Regions from separate parts of the Zea mays genome. Here region 1 is linked to region 2. Evidence: chromatin contacts called from public Hi-C data. All regions are on one chromosome and are shown on one strand. The core of a region is the stretch at or near the end of the contact, and the rest is flanking DNA. Distances in the headings are between cores, read along the strand shown.

Region 1 (6,769 bases), core at 1,920-4,419, 77 kb after region 2:
ACGTTGCAGTCTATGAGATCTGGGTGATCTCTAGTAAACTCATGAAGAGACCTTGGAGTACGACATATATTCTCCACCCGCGGAGGGGACTGTTGGTAGCTAGGTACTGGTTATGGGTTTCAGTGAAACCTTTTCACACAAAACTTGCAATTCAAGACATAGTCCATTGTCAAGTTGTGAGTTGGTGTAGCTTGAAGTTTTAAGCAAAAGTTCAACTAAACAGTCTCTGTTGAAACACTAGTATATTAAACAGTAATGAACACTGACAAAACTATATATGATCATTCTGGTGGGGGATTGTTGGATGGGTCAAGCCTAATTGAGAAATTCAATTAAATCCTAGGAAAATCACAAAAGCTCATGTATGGCAAGGGAATGGTGGGACCAATAGTCCCACATTGCTAGTCTATTGGAGTGAGACTAGTTGATATGTGAAGGATTCACTCTCCACCAAGTCATGGTTGAGGGGGGGAGAGGATGGAGTGCCACACGTGTGCGCTCGCTCCCCAAGCCTCGCTTGGCTAGGCTGGGCCAGGGCGCGAGCACGTGACGTGCGCATGAATGGTCCGCCAAAATTCGGCCCCTCGCCTTGTGGCAGCACGACTTCCTTTTGCAGTTTTTTGGTTATTTGACTGTTAAGATAAGAGCCCTCATCCGATTGCGATCAGATAAGAATTGGAGCCCTTATCGAATCACGATCAAATCAGAATGCGAGTCCTTTTGGGTATGTGGACCCAAACCTATATGATGTGCCTGAAAGCCATCACCCGAACCATCCCAACACGAGTTAGGTTTTTGCCTCTGCTTACTAGTACGTCGTCGATGTAGTCCTCTTCATCCCAGGTGCCGATGTGCATATGCGATTGAGAGAGCAGGTCTCCGTAACCTGCCGCCTTCGAGATCCTGTACCGGAAGAGTGCGTAAGATTTTTGGGAAGCGGCTCCTCACGACAACTCACGTTCTTCCTAACAACGAACCGTCGCCGCAGTCTTCCTTGATGCTTCACGCCATCATTCAATATGTCTAAAAGGCACGCACCATTTAATATGATCTTGTACTTGAGCTTATTTAATATGTCTTTGCCGAGTGTGTTTCTATGCCGAGTGTCCTGCGCTCGGTAAACGAGCTCGTTACCGAGAGCAGGACTTTGCCGAGTGCGGCGCTCAGCAAAAGCGTCTTTGCCGAATGCCGACAAAAAGCACTCGGCAAAGCGCCTGACACTCGGTAAAGGTCCGGATTCCGGTAGTACTCTTAGAAAACAATATGCTAGTTTCTTTACTATTAATCATGATTTATATCCGAAATATAATCTAGAAAACTGCCTAATTATTCAACAACAGGGAGGGGAGGCTGACTCACGCACGACGTGAGGAGGCAGCAGCACACGAGGTCATCAGCTGCGTGTGCGTGCGTGTACTATATCATCACCAGCTTAACCCAAGGGCCAGGGGTAGCCATCAGTAGAAAAGCAGCTTTGCAGTAGTTAATTTGCAAAAGAAGAACGGTTGGGAGGGGGCGTGATATCCTTTTTGGTAGCATGCGTTGATGCATGTTGAATTCGGAGGATTAAATATGCTTAGCGCTTATTTAACTAGTTGAAGGAAAAAGATAAAGTGTCAGATACGGTGGCATCACAAAGGCAAGAGGAAAATGACTCATGGAGCACTAAAGGCAAGCTGGAGAGAGGTTGTTTATGCATGTTCAACCTACATACAAAACTCTCTCTCGTTCCTATCACATCCTAGATCAGCAAACCAAATCAAACACGACCTCATTCATCACTGATTTTACGTACTATATAATATATAATATTATTACTTATTAGTATGTAGCAGTTGATGGGTTATCACAGCAACCAAAGGGGAAAAATAGGTGGCATAGTACGTACTGAAGAAAATGGCAGAGATTGATTGATGGATGGACGGATCAACCAAAAATTTACAGGGTCTGTCGTCCTCGTCCAGCATAGCCATCCTTGCGATCATCATGCACATCAATTAGCTAGAACCGGAATCTTACAGGTGGCTTACATGCATGCAGCTCTCCAAATCCCATTTCCAGCAACTAAACATAATTACTAGTGCTAATTATCTAGCCAGCAAAGATCGATCTTAGTACAAACTTTTTAGTAGTAGCAAGCTAGTAGGTGATCAATTCTCTTTTACCAAGGCGACGGTGCGTGGCAGGGCACAGCTCGCGCGCGCGATCTCCATCGACGACGGGACCAGCCAAGTCACAAGCCGGCGGGCGCAAGGCTGAGCTGCAGGTCCAGCCCCAGGGCGTCCTCGGGCCCGGTGACCACCGGCTCCGCCATCCCAGGGCCAGCTGCCATGCCGGGGTATCTCCCCAGGGCGGCCGCCGGGCTGACGTGGACGACCCTCCGCCCGCTGTGGTGGTCGTCGGTGACGTACGGCGCCGAGGCGGCGGAGGGCGCCGGGGTGTAGGAGAAGACTGCCGGCGAGGCCGCCGTCACGGCGGCGGCCGGGGTGGCGCGCGACGGGAACACGCAGTTGTGGGAGACGTGGAACTGCTGGCCCTGCGGGCCCCCGGCCACGGCTGCGGCGCGCGGGGAGAAGTAGACCCAGCTCGTGGGCGATGCGTCTCCGCCGCCGCCGAGGAGGTGCGGCGGTGGCACGAAGGCGGACACCATCGGGTTGGCCCGAGGGTAGAGCGCGGCGGCGGCCCCGCCGGCGACCCGGCCAGCGGCCGCGGCCGCGGCCTGCAGCTGCGCGCGCTTGAGCTGCTGCCGCTCCTTCTTGTGCGCGTTCTGGTGGCCGCCCAGCGCCTGCGAGTTGGCGAACTCGCGGCAGCAGTACTGGCATTCGTACCTCCGCCCGTCGCCGCCGGCCGCCGTGGCCGTGGTGGTGGTGGTGGTGGACGAGGACGACGAGTCGGACCCTCCGCCGTTGTTACCGCACGCCGGCGCCTCCTCTGGCTCGGTTGTTTCCGCCTCCGTCGTCGTCTCCGGACACAGCTCGTGCTCCTCCTTGGAGACGTGGAAGCCGAAGAGCTTTAGCCTGGGGCTAGCCATGTTCATAACTGCTTTGTACTACTCCCTGCTGGGAGTACTTGCAGCTGCAGCGGGAGAGAGGTATTAAGCAGTGGTAGTGGCTGTGAAAGCTGGAGGTGCATGGGTTAGAGCCAGGGTGCTGGGAAGGGGCGGTATATATAAGACCAGAACTGAAGCCTGGAGCTTAATTGCTGGAGTGGATATATACATATCAGTGTAACTGAATAATCTGTTTATAGTTTAAAGAAATTGTACTTAGGCATTTATCTTGAATAATTCGCCATTGTATATGAACACTTGAACAGGGCTAGCTCCAGATATATATTATAATAACCATTGCGGTGGCTATGTTTTCCTCTCCTCTCTAGTAGTGCTAGCACCTGCTTTCTTGCTCGCATTCTTTAATTGCCCCCCTGAACTTTAGAGGGAGAAGGACGATCGATCGGTGGTGCAACTGCAACTGCAAAAAGAGGGGGGAGAGAGAGTAGCTGTCACCGTGAACAGGAGAAGCAATTCAGAAAAGACAGCGTCGAGGTCTAGATTGCGCTTGTCCGGGCTCCATGCATGCTACGGAGTATTCTAAACCTCTGGCCGCGCCTCGGTTGGTTTCTGACGATCGACACGCGCATCTAAGAAAACACCCAGCTAGATTATTGGTGAGGGGGCTAGGTAGACTGATTAGGGCTTGTTCGGTTAGCTCTCAATCCATGTGGATTGAGTGGGATTGGATGGGTTTTAATCCCAAACAAGTCAAACTTCTTCTCAATTTTTTCCAATCCCATCCAATTCATGTGTATTGGGAATAACCGAACAAGCCCTTAAGTGGCCAACTAATACGTACCAGGGACGCATTAGTTTACTCGGCAGGATATGCATATGCGCCTTGTTTATGCGTAGGCACGTACGTGCTAATGCGTTAGTTTTTTTTTTCTTTTGTCCTGACAGCATATCGTGGTGTTGTGTAGAGATGAGGCAAGGCATTACAATATTAATTGCAGGCTCTCCTTTGGTGTTATGCGTATGTGTCTGTGTATTCTAGTCGCATCGTCGATTATTTATATTGGCACTGTCATGCCGCATGTACGTAGAAAGAGACGACGGGGACCACATGCAGGCATGTGCAGGGGCTGAGTGCCGCCCCACTTAGCTTGTTCTTGATTAGAAGTAGCTTAATTAGTTGTAATTATTTTCTACTAGTACAGTGTAAAGTTGCAAAAGCTCATGTGCGAGACCCAGCAGTCCATGTCACTTAAAATTATTTATTTATTTATTTATTTATTTATTTAGTAACATATATATACAAAATTGGTTCTGTATTTGTCCTTATGAAAGTGTGGGCTGGAATGTATACGCATGTACACATGTGCCCATTTTGTTCCATTGTGTGTGGCCGGGGGCTGTCGTCCTATCATATGCATGCATGATGATGGATCGACATGCATGACCTCGGCAAGGAATCGATCCCCTTCCCATCACTGGAACCATAATTGTGTTCTTGCAATGCAAAACTCTTGTGTACGTACTTCACCAATGCAAGAAAAGGACCCTAGTACAACAGCATGACATTTTTTTAAAAGAAAAAATAAATAACAGAATGGACCAGCAATTTAATTGTATGCATCATGTATGTATGTATTCACATTCGCATCCATGTACGGCTAAATTAAGTTAGCGTACAGCTAGTATAACTAGACCGAAGGAATATAAACCGTATGCATACTACATTGTCAGTGGAAAGACCTCTGTATGGTCAATCCATAATAGCGGCCTAGTGCTCGGTTAATGATTCCAATCATGCCACAATATCTTTGGAGATATCATCCGTCGGTAAAGACTTGGGATAAGAATTCCTTTTCCACACACGCGCCTAGTTAAGACTACTACTTTTACAGCAAAATAAGTATTCTCTCCATTTTTTATTTATTTATTTCGTTTTAGTTTAAAAATAAACTAGCAGACGACAAATATTTGAGAATGGAGGTAGTATAATACACAAAATCCGTATACTATGTACTTCCTAGAGTATACCAAACAGACCTCAAAATTCCCGTGCATTGATCTTGTTCGGTTGACGAGATCTCTCGGTTGACAAGGGATTGAAGAGGGCTAGAGGTGATTAAATCTATTTCTAATCAAAATTGAATGTAAAGAGATTTAGTCTTTTCGATCTTGTGCAAAAGAACAAAATAATGGCCTGATATGGAACTAATAAACAATTTATCAATTAAGAGGTTTGCCCTAACAAACTAACTAATTCCACACAGAGGAATATATAATTCACAAGAAATATTTAGTTAAAAAACTAAAAAGCATATTTATAGTTGTTGAACACCAAAAGAGTCCGTGCTCACACTATTGAATTGACTCCGACAATTATTCTTATTTTGTGTGTGGTTATCCATCTAATCATGTGAGATTTATTGGCTATCGTCTAGGAACGTGTATATACATCCCCTATATATATGAAGGTGTTGAACACAGGAAATGATCGGGCGGACGGCCCACGGTTCGGACTGTCCGCCGTAGTAGCGCGGACCGTCCGCGTGTGCGCAGAATCAGTTAGGGTTCCGGATTTTTGTGGGATTTGTTAGCTAAACCTGCGGGATTAATTCGGGAACCGACTTGTAACGGGTCCAGACCTCCCCTTTTATATAGATGAAGGGCTACGGCCGATTGAACCCCCACAATCGATACAATCAACTCTACTTATCGTTTTTACCTTATGCGTTAGGAGTAGCTCTAGTTTAGCCCTAGTTTAACATCCCTCTACTTTAAATCTTCACCTCTTTTTAGCTCTACGTCGACTAGAGGCGTCTTGGTTGGCATGCCGACGCCAAAACACACCCTAGGATCTCTCCTCCCAGACGGGGTCCCTCCCGGGAGGCGAGATCGAGGTTTGCTGCGTAGAAGACGACAGTCTGCGCCATTGCGGACCATCCGAGCCCCAGGCACGGACCGTCCGATCATACACAGAGGAGGAGACGCTTCTATGCCCAGGTCATGGACCGTCTGGCCCTGTGCCGTGGACCGTTTGTGCCTCCGTAGAGAGCACCGTCAAGCGGTTCGTTCCAGTGTTTGGCGCCCAGGTCGACACCAACACACTTTTTGGTGACTCCACTGGGGAACATGTGCCTAGATCTACTAAAAATCATGCCCTCAAATTGTCGGTTCTAAAGATCACACCGAAATCTCTCCGAACAATATCCTGAAGCCATCTGTTAAAAGTCTGACGGCCAACGAGCAACAGCCACTACACGACGGTTCACCTACAGCGACCTACGGTTGGTTGCTAAAACGACCTTCAGCGACCTACGGTTGGTCGCTAAAAACCTTTAGCGACCCATAAGGATGGTCGCTGTAAGTGCCGTCGCTAAAGGCTTTAGCGACCGATATCTTTTTAGCGACCGACCGTCCGTTGCTAATATTGTATATTTAGCGACCAATGGTGGGTTGCTGTATTATAGATTTAGCAACCAACCGTAAGTTGTCATACTATACATTTAGAAACCAACAGAAAGTCACCCTTTTTACAGGTTTTTATTAATAATATACATTTAATTAAGCACCATAAATCACAGATTTTTATACACAAATCATAAAGACATACACAGTTAATCAGTATACCACATTCATAGATCCATCACATAAACACAAAAGCACCACAATTATATATTCACAAAAGCATCACAATTATAATATCATTCACAACTAGATCACTAATGTTTCATATCACTCCAGCTATTGTTCAAAAGCCAACAA
Region 2 (6,623 bases), core at 813-3,312:
AAGGGGCATCAACTGAGCTAGTAGCTATAGTTTGTTGGGAAATATCATGCTTCATGACTTCATTATATTGCTTCTACTAGTGTGGTTGGGTATCCTCCTACTTAACAAGTGTGGTTTAAGAAAACCTTTTTGTGGACAAATGCTGTTTGCGTGCTAGTCATTCATTTTGTTACGTCGCCTTCTTTCAAAATTAAAGAAAGCACACCTTTCAAAAATAGGTGAACAATACTGTATGTGTCTTATGTAGCCGCGCGCGACCAAATATTCTTTCCATTCTGGATGGTGATTTTGAACTAGTTAGCAGCTTAATTTGTTATGTATAAACGAATGGAGTATTATTAATAGGACAATACATAGTACTATATATATGATTTGTACCGCCTGTAGTAGACGAGAAGGGAACGCACTACCTTAGCATTTCGTACCATTTTTTTGTCAAAGAAAGAGATCGATCATGATTCATGCAGCGACAAAACTAGACAACAAATCAAAAAGAGAACTGTACTCGTCGATGTGTTGAGTGTCCTGGTTCCCAAAGGAATGTTTAGTACCAAATTGGAGTTAGTATATGACAACTGACCAGCATGATACAAGTGACCCATATAACAAGAATATAAATCAGTACCGTATGGTTCATCTGTGTGTGCATTTATAGGAAAGTATATATAAACGTCAGAGCGTCCTATTTTAATCACACTACACTGACACACGCATCGCCAGTTCGATCAACAAGAGAGAGAGAGAAAGAGTTACAACATATATAAACCTGAAGCAACGGGAAATTAACATTTATTGTTACAGGGACCAAATACTTATAACTACACAATTAATATATATATATATATATATATATATATATATATATATATATATATATATATATATATATATATATATATATATATATCTTAGGATTGACATAGTATCACATATAGATTTTATTTGTTAGAGGAGTTACGTACAGTGGGTGAATTATTAATGGTCATTAATTAGAGATTTGTTACTGAACTACAGTCTAGCTACAGGTTCCTCCCAAATCATAGAAAGAATTAATTATTTGCAGTTAAGGATACTTTGTATGGGCTCAGGTCATTAACCCCATTGAACTTTTCCTTTGTTGTAGTTGTAGGTAAGGAGATACGGACGCTTAAGCCTCCCTCCTGTAGGAGATTCCCCACGCCCTGTTGTAGTTGTAGTTGTAGGGGCTCGCCGCTAAACGCGAGCAGGAGCAGCTGCTGGTGCTTTCCATGCCATGCCACAGGAGTTCCCTACTTCCCTGCCACTCCACAAGCTGCAGGGGTTGGCTGCCCAAGGGTCACCAGCGCCCATCCAATGTGGCCGCTCAGGGGTCACCGCGCGCAGCAGGGGTATTTTCCTGATAAAACACACAGTAATCAATCATCAGTACCATCTGTTGGTTGTAGTACAAGAGGTCAAGGATTCGCAGGTTTCTTTTACTTTTTTCTTTTTTTGAAAAAATTGTGCACAAAGTTCATTTCAGTCTTTTGTGTGTGGAAGAAAGTCACTCATTCTCAGTCTCTCAGATACATTCAGCTCACCATACATTTCGACAGCATCATACATCACTTCTTGGTCACCTTTTTCAGTCAGGCTTTCAGTTTCTGAACCACAACATTTAGCTTCGTATTCAAGGTGTCAACCGTTCTCATTCACGGTGTCGAGGGTGGGAAACAAGTCAACAACTTGTCCTTGATCATCCCAGGCTGGGATTCCCAGCTTCCCAGGCAGGCAGCTGTAGTTTTTCTTGGAGCGAGCTATGAGCTAAAACAGATTGCAGATTCTTTAACAGAGTGCTAAGTTGAACTCAATCACTCGTTTTTCTGCTGTCCAACACCAGCACAAGCAAGCAGCAAAGGAAAGGCGAAGAAGCATAGGAGGAATGAAACCCAGCTGTTGCGGCTAGCAGGATTATGCAAGAGAAATTGAGGGGAACAACGCCTGGTGCTTACGAGGCCGACGCGCTGTCGCGGTTCAGATGGAGAGCAAGCTCAGCCGCCTGCGGTTGCGTGGTTGACTGGTTGTGGTCTTGTGGAAGAAGAGGGAAGGGAAGCGCCGGCAGGGGGACGGGGATCGGCGGTTCCTTCTAATTCTTAACCATCCGATCAAGACAAATGGAGGATCCTCGTTAATTTCCAAACATTGCAAAAAAAAAAATCTCATGATCTTTATAATAATCTCGCATGAAATATTCGGTGCAACATTCAACCGCGTGCATGCATACCAAAACGAAGACAGACAGAAAAGCCAGCTAGGGACAAGTCCAAGTTGACACCACGGTCGATCATAGAGAAACCTACCGACGCAAGATTATTTATCAAAAACCGTAGCTTTACATCACCTTTCATATCACATCAGCAGCACAAGAATGTGCTGGCTAATCGAACCATACGAAGGGGTGTCAACCCCACACACTCTAGAAGGCGTGGCTAGTTTCTGGTTTTTTAAAAAAAAGGTTAACGAAGTGTTTGGTCGTCCCTTTCAGCTATCTCTTGCATGCGTCTCTTTGCTAGAAATTTCTCCATCCCCAATCTTGTGCCAATCAACAAAATACTTTAGTACTGACCGGCCCTAGCTGGCCCTTATCTCTATTTCTAGTCACCAAACAAAGCCAACTGAAATTGGCCGGCTCTAATAATCAAGTTAATTAACCCACGCTGCGCTCGGCCGGTCTAAGCTTCCCACATGCCACAAAAAAAAAAAGAAAACTCTACGCTAGACAGGTCTCGCCATGCGTCACCTACTTGTCCTTTTATTGAAGGCAACATATCCTATGTAAAAGGTTCTCCTGTGTAAACATGCTAAAACGTCTTAACAACCTTTGGATCCAGAATCAAAGGCTAATCTTAATCCCACCTAATAATCTTGTGTTTTTTCTAAAGAACCCCCTCCTGGTAATCTGGTGCGGTGGCGGTTAGGTGAGATTAAAATTAGGCTTTGATTCTGGATCTAAAGGTTGTTAAGGCGTTTTAGCATGTTTACACAGGAGAACCTTTTACACAGGATACATTGCCTTTATTAAAAGACTCATGCCTACGTGTACTTAAGCCACCAGTAGTTAACTAATCCTACAAGCTTCAAAAAAAAAACTAATCATACAAGCAACAACACATGATCCGAAGATGATGCAAGCCTAGATTTTTAAGAACCTCGTCTCATGCAATCAAAGGCCCAACTGATAGTCTTCGAGAAAAGATGATGAAATCACAGTTAAACTGTGAATAATATATAGCCTGATGAGTTGAATCATATATACTGTACTGGACTACTTAACGATGAGTTCAACAGGAATTGAGCAGGGGAAAAAAACATGGAGATGGAAAGGTCAGACGACGTGCATCTGCAGTTTTGTTAGCTATAGGCTTGTCGACTAGATCAACTGAGCTGGTGCTGCGTACATGCATCCATCCACATGACATTGACGATTAGGTTAATCTTTTGCGCTCGCCATTAAACTAAACTAATATAGCTCTAGTTGCTCGTCTGGAGACATCCTATCAAATCCGTTCTACATGCCTCCCGTACAATCATGGATTACTTTATATATATATATATGGCCGATGCTTTGCCAAATGGGGTGACTCCATAATGATCCATGTATAGTAGGGGCATAACATAATTTTATTAGCTTCGACTAGGGTTAACCCCAGTTCGTAGCCAACCTAGCCTAATCCACTTGGATATATATGATGTGAATGCGATGCGAGTATGATAAGCTAGCCTACGACAGCCCGTCGACGCGACATGCATATTATTATAGACAGGCGGGATACATGCATATATATATATATATATATATATATATATATATATATATATATATATATATATATATATATATATATATATATGCATGTATCCCGCCTATATATATATATATATATATATATATATATATATATATATATATATATATATATATATATATATATATATATATATATATATATATATATATATATACACACACATTGATTCAGTTCTTGTTGTGGGTTTGCTTTGTACTATATTGTTAGGTTATGCAGGAGTCAAGTTGCCGTTGATAGGAGAGCGTGCATGTATATGTATATATACTTGTACTATACAAATTCAGTAACGAAAGGCGACCAATGGTATACGCACGACGTAACCGTCGATGGTTATTCTATATATGTCTAGGATACAATTTATCACCGACAATTGTGCCTTATAATACGGTCTCCAGAGGCGGAGAACGGGGGTGGAACGAAGAAGGGGACCAACGAGACCAGCTAGTGGGGGCGAATAGAAAACTTGCCAAATAAAAAAATAGCAGGTAACCCCCCACTTAATAATACTATATGTGATACGAATCTTAGGATGATCTATATATCATCATCCACCTCCCTGTGGAGGCGCCACTCCACTACTGTGCACATGTTGACTCGCTAATCCTTGTTAGTTTAGGTACGTTCCAGGGATTAACAAAAGCTAATAATCTTTGTTAGTCTAGTCGCACTCGCACCGCATGTACCAGTACCAGTAAACAAAACCCCTAGCGTAAAGCGCAGGCGTACGCGGCCCCTAACCCTATTGGCATGCATGCATGAGCATGAATGACTGCGTGCGTTTCGTACGTGGCTGCTACCGCCGATGCAGCCAATGGGAGATCAGGGAGTGCAGGCCACGTGTTGAGGTTCCGTTGGCTGGGGGCGGTCCAACCGCGGCGCGAAACGTGGACGCCGGAGTTTCGATGCATGCGGAGCCTACGTGGCCCCGCCGCTGGACCGGCCCAGAAGCGTGGGCCCCAGCGAGCGCGATCTCGATGCGGGGGGATTCTCCGGACATTACCATAAAAAGAAAATTCTGTCACTTCTGTTCACGGCACTGTTTTTACGTAAGTAGTACTCGTATTCGTTTATTTATCTATTATATAATTATCCAGCTCTCGTCCGTCAGTGCTTGTCCACCGGAATGGCAGAAGCAGGTTACGTAATTTACCCTGTCGGCCTTATAGATAAATAATAAATAATATCAAGCTAGCTTGATGCATGGTTTTGGTGCCTGCTAAGGCCTTGTTCGGTTATTCCCAATACACATGGATTGGATGGGATTGGAAAAAATTCTTAAGAAATTTGACTTGTTTGGGATTCAAACCCATCCAATCCCACTCAATCCACATGGATTGAGAGCTAACCGAACAAGCCCTAAATTAAAATAAAGTTGGCAAGACCAAGAACCGATGGACCATATTGTCGACACGCAAGCCCCCAACCCAACGGGGAAGGCACACGCTGAGCATGCAAACGACAGAGGCTCATAGCGCACGTATGCCGGTCACTTGGATCGATCTCTGCAAGGCAAGGCAAGTACATGGCACATATTGTCGCATGCTTTTCTGGTCCCGATTGACAAGTGAGTACCGGCCCGGCCGGAACACCACCCACCATCTGTGCTGGACGCCTGGACTGCTGGTGACTGGTGCGCACTCTCTCGCTCCGACGAGACGCGCGCCTCAACGTGTGTGCCCGTGCCAGGTGCTGCCGCGTCCAAATCACTACCGGAATTCGCGCCTTTGCCGAGTGCCGGTGGCTTTGCCGAGTGCTTTTTATCGGGCACTCGGCAAATCCGGCTTTGCCGAGTGCCGCACTCGGCAACGTCCTGCGCTCGGTAAAGAGCTAGTTTACCGAGTGTAGGACACTCGGCACAGCCGAGCACTCGGCAAAGACTTCTTTGCCGAGGGTCAAGCACTCGGCAAACATGGCTCTCGGCAAAGGGCCGTTAGCGGCCGTCTACAACTGACGGCCGTCAGTTTTTGCCGAGTGTCAAATATCTGGCGCTCGGCAAACATAGTCTTTGCCGAGTGTCCTCTGTAGACACTCGGCAAAGCATATTTTAATTTTTTTTATTTTGGTCACCAAAATTTTTGTGGTATGTTTCTACACTATGTAGACCTACATGTACCATTTTGGGACAATTATAACAGTTTTTTCTATAGCTAGTACATTTAGTTTGTTTATTTGAATTTCTTCGGAAAATTCAGATTTGAACTGCAGGTCACTCGAAACTTGGAAAACCGTGAATGCAAAAATGATATCCATGCTACATAGCACAAGTTACGACCGATTTCAGGAGCGAACCGGAAACTTCGAGCACCATGCTCACTCAACATGACCGTAAACTTGCCATCCAGGTGTTTAAAAATTGTATAAAACAGAAACAAAGTCAGAAAATCATGAACCCTGTCCACGTGTCATGATATCATATGTAGAGGCTGTGATAAAAATTTGAAAAAGTTTCGAGAAAGCTGTAACGCACTATGTGTACAAACCTAAGAGATCCACATTGAAACTCTATGATTTCATGTGTGGTTCTCTTAGGTTTCTACACATAGTGTCTCACAACTTTCTCCAAACATTCTAAATTTTTTATCACAGACTCTACATATGATATCATGACATGTGGACAAGTTTCATGATTTTCTAAGTTTGTTTGTGTTTTATAAATTTTTTAAACAGTTGTATGGCAAGTTCACGGCCATGTTGAGTGAGCATGGTGCTCGAAGTTTCCGGTCCGCTCCTGAAATCGGTCGTAACTTGTGCTATGTAGCATGGATATCATTTTTGCATTCACGGTTTTCCAAGTTT

The links. Hi-C and Micro-C count contacts between places; a contact is called where the count stands out from the background.
Region 1: a contact with region 2 is called in a Hi-C map of bundle sheath, with 5 times the contacts expected there. The contact joins the promoter of LOC103649832 here to the enhancer-like site in region 2. A contact is called at or near these places in 8 of 25 Hi-C or Micro-C datasets (bundle sheath, ear, endosperm and 3 more).

Annotation. Positions count from the first base shown.
Region 1 is chr3:22,058,371-22,065,139 of Zm-B73-REFERENCE-NAM-5.0, forward strand. It overlaps LOC103649832 (zinc finger protein GIS3), which reads right to left and starts at 3,170. Exons shown (of 1, transcript XM_008675533.4): 1 at 1,886-3,170. The coding sequence starts at 3,037. The coding sequence ends at 2,234.
Region 2 is chr3:21,981,984-21,988,606 of Zm-B73-REFERENCE-NAM-5.0, forward strand. No RefSeq gene overlaps it. Among protein-coding and RNA genes, the nearest start is that of LOC103649831, 4.5 kb to the left of the region's middle. Within about 2 kb of position 2,063, at least 4 of the 20 cell types and tissues checked have an H3K27ac peak or open chromatin away from gene starts, as enhancers often do. A contact at or near this core is called in bundle sheath, where this site is marked.